Linked DNA regions of Gasterosteus aculeatus: region 1 is linked to region 2. The links are chromatin contacts, called in public Hi-C maps. All regions are on one chromosome and are shown on one strand. Each heading gives the region's core, a stretch centred on a gene start, on an enhancer-like site or on the middle of the called end of the contact. The rest is flanking DNA. Distances are from core to core; before and after follow the strand shown. Region 1 has its middle 17 kb from the start of runx1. Region 2 holds the start of donson (DNA replication fork stabilization factor DONSON).

Region 1 (3,900 bases), core at 624-3,123, 68 kb after region 2:
ACGTCTCTTAATTGAAGGAAACAACATGTACATAACACGGTGAAGTCTTAACCAGCGATAAAACACAGGATCGGTTATAACACTAAAACAAGACGATAAAACAAAAAAATGTATGTCTTGGACTCAATACAATTTAACAGTACAGAGCATCCTAATGTGTAAATTTACTTATTTTCAGTGCGTCCATGAAAATGTGTGTGTGTGTGTATGTGTGTGTGTGTGTAAGTGCCTTTGAAGCGGCTCGCTCAGCCTCTAGCTGCTGATGGAAAACCTCTCATGTGTCGAAATGACCGCATCACCTCTCGCAGCCCACACACACACTCTCTCTCTCTCACACACACTCACACACAGACTCTCTCTCAATTTCGCACACATTCGCACAAACGCATTCCCTTGCGCTTTACCGCTCCCACAAAGCCACAATGCATCTTGGGAACCATTAAGGAAACCAGAGACCACCGCAGTGGGCAAAGGACACAAACAAAAGGAGAGAGGAGGAGGGCGAGAGAGATAGAGATGGATGATAGTGAGGGAGAGAGACGGAGAAATGAGGTGAAACCTTGGTATGGTTTCATCATGATGGTGATGGACATATTTGAATGTATGAAAGTCCACTTTGGTAATAATCAGAGATTAGACTGAGGCCAATATTATACTTTTTATTACACTTTGTGTCACACTATGCAAACTGAATTGAATGTGACCAGAGCAGAGGTTAAAGGTCCTTGATGTGTCTAAGGTTCTCTTCAGACAGAGCTTAGTCTACTATGTTTAATTCAAACAACTCACTCTTGCCCCCATTGCAGTTCGTACACCTTCTTACAAGGTTATACCAAAACCTCTCTTTAAAATGAATTTTATATTTTTTGCAGATTAATGATTACAAATAGAATCATGTCTGACTCACGGACATGACGTAAAGTGGAAAGAAATTACATTAAAAGGAAAGAGAATCATGTGGGAGAAGAAGAAACAGCAGGTGCACCAACACCGGTAATTATTGAAAGTGACCTATATGTGAAACGCCATTACGAGGCACAATAAGTACCTCCACGTAACTAGGACAGACCCTGACTGCATCAACGCCCAGGTTTAAAATCCTGGCAGGACAAACTAGAGCTCAAAGAGTGGTATATATATATTAGAATATATATATATATATATATATTCTAAAAAGCTGTCCAATTCTTAAAACGTTTTGTGGGCATGTGAGCACAACTCTACACTCTAAAAAATGTCACCGTAAATTAACGGTATTTTACAGGCAGGAAGGAAGCCAGGAATTTACCGTTATTTTATGGTATAATACCGGAAATGGTTTTTACATTATGTTACCGTAAAATGGATTACTGTATGTTACCGTAAACTTGAACCAATTTTACTGTGAATTAACTGCAATTTACTGGCAGTCGACGCTAGTAACTTGTTTTATTTACAGTGCCCTACCGTAATATACGGTATGTTGTTGTATATTGGATTACAGTTTGTTACCATATGATTACTGTTTTTGTGTTATAAATACCAGAATGTTACCGTTTACTTATAACTGTATACTTTTGCATTTAATTGCCCACAAATTAAAGAAGGACAACCAAACTCATTTCGGTCATAGTGGTTGGAGTTTATTTGATGCCTTTACACATACACATTAATTCGTGATATTGGCCGTTAATTTACAAGCAAAGGATGGAAATGTAACTGTATGTTACAGTTATTATGACATACTGTAAGATACCGTTAGAAATGCACCGTAGATTTACAGATTTACAGTACAGTTTTACTGTTTTGTTAGTGTATCCCTCTATTTCACATGCGTTAAACGCGCGGCGGGCCGCACTGGATGGGCAGCCGGTGTGTGTGGACGGCCCCGCCGGATTTATTTGGAATTTGCCGGATGACTTTGCTAGTGTGAGAGATGAGGGATGGGAGGCTGGCCCTGTCTTTTTTTAAATATCGATTCATTTTGCAGCCCCCCGACGGCCGTGCCGTCCGCGCCACCCGCCATCCGTCGGCCGTCGTAATGTTCCGCCACCCTCCGTCGTAACGTCCCCCCCCCCCCCCCCGTCGTGACGTCGGCGCCACCCCCCGGTCGGCTGTCGTGATGGTCCGCCACCCCCCGTCGCAACGTCGGCGCTCCAGATCGTCAGCGCCACCCCTCCATAGGACTTTTATGGTCTGGCCCGCTTTCGATCGAAGTCGGCAGTATCCGACCCGAACCTGCAATGAGTTTGACACCCCTGCTCTATTTGATCACTCAAACCGCTTACATTATGATCTTCCAGACCGAGCACATTTCTAAATGTTCGTTACATTTTAGTTGAATATCCTCCCTCTGCTCCTCATTCTTCTCACTCCTTTGGCGTCTTTGTATCTTCTTTCTTACAGATATTCTCTCCTGTCACTCCTTCTGCTCCCTCCCCTGTTTTCACACCTCACTACATTTTTGTTTGTTCCTTCTCTCTTCCCTCCTTTCGTCACCACTACATCTTTGCCTCCTCCTTTGTTTTCACCTTCTCCTCTCTGCTCGCTTTCTTTTCCTCTCCTCTCCTCCCTCTCGCTCATGTGACCTGGTCTCAGTGGATCCGGTGTCATTTCTCTGCTGTAATTAAAGTCCAGTTTACTGCAGTCCACTCGGGTGTCTGGTGACAAGGCAACAGAGTAAGTTAACCACCCTCCCTCCACCCTTTTTTTTTTCTTGATTCCCTCCCCCTCTAAATCTTTTCAGTTGTTGTTCTCTTCTTTTCCTTCCTTTTCCATTATTCTTTCTTTTCCACCTCTCACATTTTTACTTGTATAACAGATTTACTTACTTAATTGTAATAATTGCCTCTACAATTCCACCCACCAATCAGTACCTCTCAATCATTTACAGATTTTTGTTTCTGAAAGCATATCTAATTTTCTCAGAACTCTGAGAATCTGGAAAAGTAAGGGCAGCCTTGCGAGAATCTCATACAAAATTAAACTCAGTGTTGTCTTCCACCATCACATGAACAGACTATTCATGTCATAAATGTAAAGCGGCAATACTATTGTAAACCTCTAATAGGACTGAAAAAAAGGGGATGGGACACTGTGGTGAAAGAGGAGCTGACAGAAGTGTGTCGGCCTGTCAAGCACTGAGAACCTGCTCGGTTGAACCTCATCAGAGATCATTGTTCTGATTAGTCTGGCTCTTGCTCCTCCTCCTCTCCAGCCCACTCTTCATGTCTCTCAATCATGTGTTTGCATCCATCTCACATCAGAACATCTGATTCCAACAAACGAGCAACACATGTTTCAAGTGGGAGATGTTCTTATGTTTGAGCAGACTTTACAGGTCATAGTCGTTGTGTCTCGAAGAGCGTTTAGGAGACATTGTTAAAAAACACTTTCCACCTGTCATGGGCAACCAAAAACAACCCATGACATTTTAGTAACCACTGTAACGCTCCCATCCAGATTGAATGTACTAGTGGGATCCAGTGTTTTATGTGCCTCTGCAGGAACATCATTTGGGGTTGAGAGGGTTTGTTTTACGACTGAAGTCCACCAGATGATGGTGCTAGAGGAGGCACCGAGGGCTCAATATCTACAAACTGCAGAAAACAGGAGGGTTTTTCTACAGTTATTTGCACTCTTACGCTGTAATAATGAAGGAGTTATTTCTTAATGAGCGAAATGTATTCGAACCATTCGGTGAGTGGTCCTCAAAAAGTGTGGGGTCAGATCACAAATGCGTACTGAACAATTCAAAAATATATTTGATTGACAAATTCGCACAGATGGATTTACAAACAAATTTGAATCACAAATGAAGAACAACTCACCAATACATTCCTCTGCACACATGAACATATTTATGCATTTTTATCAGGAATCAGGAAATATTTATTGCCATAATATGTTAGACATACAAGG
Region 2 (3,830 bases), core at 392-2,891:
TATATTGCATTATTATTCTTTCAGCAATATTGTAAAAGAATTTCAATATTAATATCAAGATGTGAGATATATTTGCACTAAAAACATACACAGAATGGAGTACAGCGCTTCAGTAGCCTAGTATACTTTGATGGATTTAACTTTTAAATGTAAAACGTGTTTGCGTAGGAGGGCACGCCCCTGGACCGATGGATGCCCTGCTCGCACAGTCCAACACGGAGAGCCAAAGCACCACATTGAATGGCTGTTGAAGAAATCTCTCCATAGACGTGCTGCTACAGCGACACAAAAACACGTACGATTTTCTCTGCGACGCCTCGTGCGGACGACGGACTACCTGCAGGCTGTGAGGCAGAGTGCTGAACTGAGCTCTGCAGTGACGACTGAGCCCCGAAGCCTCCTCCTGGGCTTTGGGCTGCTCGGCCCACGACAGGGTGAGCGGGGAGGTGAAGAGGAGGCGGGTCTTCAGGCTCCAGTCCGCTGGATACTCTGTGCACACGGGGGGAGCTATGGAGGCCGGAGCAATGGCCTGCGGACTCTGGGAGGAGACATTTGTATACAAAGTATTTGAAGAGGTCGAATGCAAGCGGCTTTGCTACTCAGGGAAATGGAGAGGATGAAACCTTCAGCAGCAGGCTGCCGACATCATCTTCTTCTTCTTCAAAGAGAGAGTCGTCCTCAGAGAAAGTCAGACACTTCTAAAGGCAGATGACAGAAAGTATTCACACATCAGTGATATAGAAAATCATATCAATCTGACTTTAACTGCGTTATATGAAAACTTCATGCTGCATCATATTCAAAGTGAAGCCGGTGAGATCAACTAGAAATCATCAAAATATGGGTTGTTAAAGAAAATAAATAGTATCATTTGTAAATACCGCATTTTTCCCTCACGGCCCACAAACATTAATCATGTTAAAGGTGTTTTCTGGTTCTATGACAGTGTTTTTAGGGCCTGAACCGGCCTGATAACTCAATAGTTGCTATTAGAGTGAAGTGATTCTGTACTGATCCGGGACCCATTAACGTTGCCATAAAGCCACCTTGCTGTTGATGTCTTGGTGCTCCTGTAGTTCCGCCTCGGCCAACCGGTCCCTGAAGGCCACCGTTGCCCCCGCGTGGCGCTCCTTCGCCGCTGACATGTCCTCCTCCTTTTCCTCCTCCTCTCCCTCGTCTTCGCTCCTTCGCCTTGAACTGTCCGCAGCTTCCCCACTCCCGTCGTCGTTGTAAATGAGAAACTTCTTCTTGGGGCTGAAGGTATTCTCGATGTTGGCGAAAGGGTTCCTGCGCTTCGTCCCTCGTCCGGAGGGGTTCTGGTTGTTGAAAAGCGGTCCCGGGGAGAAGGGCCTGACGCACGCCCGCGGAGAGCCGCTTTGTCCGGGTGCGCTGGGGCTGGAGAAGACACTGGCGTCGCTGCGAGTTCTTTTCCTCCTCATTCGCATTATTTCAGCTGGTCGCTTGAAACTGGGTGAATAGCCTTCCTGTTGAGACATGGTGAGGACAAAAAGTTTCCCCAAAACCGCCGAATATCAAGGACTAAGTTGAGAAGCGCGGAACCGCTGTCGCTTGTTTTGTTGCGCCTTTCCGCACTGTACAAACTTCCCGCGCAGCTTGCTGACGTGAAGTCTCCCTCTCGTGTTGCGTTTACTTACATAGAAAAGAAAACGGAAAATGGAATACAATTTTAGAAGAAGTGTCTTATCACTTTCCAAGTGATATCACAAGATAAAACACGTCATTTTCACCCAGCAAGTGGCGTTATTGAAGAATAAAATGACAATTAATCACATCGTTGAATTGTAATTGAAAATTTAAATGAGTGGTATGTCTGGGGAAATCACGTTCTTGTTAATTATTACTATTAATTACTATTTTGTAACATCTGAAAAAATATTTTATTGAACTTGATCATTTGTAATTTGCCTTTTATCAAGATTTTTATAATTCACAGTAATTTTGTTTTCCTTGTCACCTTCAGTAATTATGATTATTAGGATGAGGATCCAAATGGATCAAACACACAATGCATCCATCCATCCATCCATCCATCCATCCATCCATCGTCAAACCGCTTATCCTGCACACAGGGTCGCGTCTATCCCAGCCAATCGCAGGGCTACACAGAGACACACAACCATTCACACTCAAATTCACACACCTACGGGAAATTTAGAGTCCCCAATCGACCTGATCCCCAGAGCATGTCTTTGGATTGTGGGAGGAAGCTGGAGAACCCGGAGAGAAAGGGCACTGGGCGGAGTCGAACCCAGGACCTTCTTGCTGTGAGGCGACAGTGCTAACCACCACACCACCGTGCGCCCATCAAACACACAATGTATAACCCAAATCTCTATTATTTTACATTTTATTTTTTTTATAGTTGTTACCCCAACTTTAAACTAGGTTAAAAGACTTATAACTGGCCGCCGAACTTATGGCTTAGTAGTAGACTTGAAACATAAATAATATAAAAATAAATGTCACCTCCACCTCCTCTCACAGTGATTAATAGGACATTATGTAAATGTTGTCTCCCTTGTTAATTTCCCCCTCGTTTGTCATTACTGCAGGTCATCAATCTTATCTGAAGCTCAGCCGGGCGTCAAATGATGGCCGCTGTTGGAAATCCATTCTCGTATGTGTTGGGCAGAAGAGAGAACTGGGGCTATAATAGTCTCTTTTCAATTGAGGGCTAACAATTATTGCACAGGGGTTCTGAAATGCTGTTATTGGTTTTCTTTAACTGTTATTGGAGTGGTAATAACTCACTTTCCCATTGTTCTATTTGAAGCGTGCTAAAGGTAGACACCCTCTGAGGCATCTGCTAAAGCCCAGCTGAAGCCCTTCTCCCCATGAGCCCCTGAACGTTACTCCACCTACAACTTATGTTATTAGGTTATTATTATCTCTTATAAATGTGAGAACCTTTAGAGAAAAATAACTCAGAAACTGCTTTGGGGCCGCATACTTGGTGAAAGCAGAATGCAGTGAGACCACTAGATGTCTCTGCTCCCCCAGGGCTAAATGACTCTGTCTCATCACTACAAACACAGGCAGCACTACTCTTGGATATTCACAATCTCCACACACAATACACTTGTACTTCTTTGAAGTAATTACATATGAATGAAATATCATTTTAAATTCTTTACATTTCTTTTTGGAATTTAAGGGGGATTTTGTAGATTAACTGATGTTAATCCAAAAGTGTAAAAGGGAGAAAAAGGTCACATCATCAAGTTCCATTCAAATTAAAGTGATCTTTTATCTAGATATTTGTTGATATGTTGAGGAGAAAGACTTCTGTCATAGTTAATACAAAGCTGTCTTCATGTTTCTGTGTGACCCTGATTTATAATGTTGCGGAATATTTCCCTCACAAAGGAAGAAACGTTACAATTAAGGATAGTATAATATGTTACCTGTTGGAGGAATAAATCATGTATTTTATAAGCTGCACCCGTTCCCTTCCCGTTTCACCCAAAGTAATTAGTTAATTTTCAAATAGAATAAAAGTCAAAGTAGTTCGCAGGGACCTGAAATTGAATTAGAGGCTCCATCATAGTGAACATAAGGCCTGGTTTCATTTTTTCAAAATAATACCCACTGAGTAACTTGAGCCATACTTGAGGTATGGCTGTGTTTCAAAACAAAGGCCTGCAACTCTGTATTTTGACAGCAATTAGGGATCAATCTATTATACATCTAAGTGTTTATTTAACATCTTTATTCATACCTCTCATCCCACCTCGTCTTACTCAGAACTGGTAATATTGGCTTTGGGATGCGCAAGTAGCAGGACATTTTGTTTATAAACTTGAAAATGA

Evidence for each region. Hi-C and Micro-C count contacts between places; a contact is called where the count stands out from the background.
Region 1: a Hi-C map of blood and trunk muscle shows a contact between it and region 2, with 2.7 times the contacts expected there. The contact joins the enhancer-like site here to the promoter of donson in region 2. A contact is called at or near these places in 5 of 6 Hi-C or Micro-C datasets (blood and trunk muscle, skeletal muscle, tail fin and 1 more).

The regions. Positions count from the first base shown.
Region 1 is chr1:22,542,923-22,546,822 of fGasAcu3.hap1.1, forward strand. No RefSeq gene overlaps it. Among protein-coding and RNA genes, the nearest start is that of runx1, 17 kb to the left of the region's middle. Within about 2 kb of position 1,874, at least 1 of the 9 cell types and tissues checked has open chromatin away from gene starts, as enhancers often do.
Region 2 is chr1:22,475,501-22,479,330 of fGasAcu3.hap1.1, forward strand. It overlaps donson (DNA replication fork stabilization factor DONSON), which reads right to left and starts at 1,642. Exons shown (of 12, transcript XM_040191017.2): 1 at 1,047-1,642; 2 at 624-698; 3 at 338-538. The coding sequence starts at 1,496.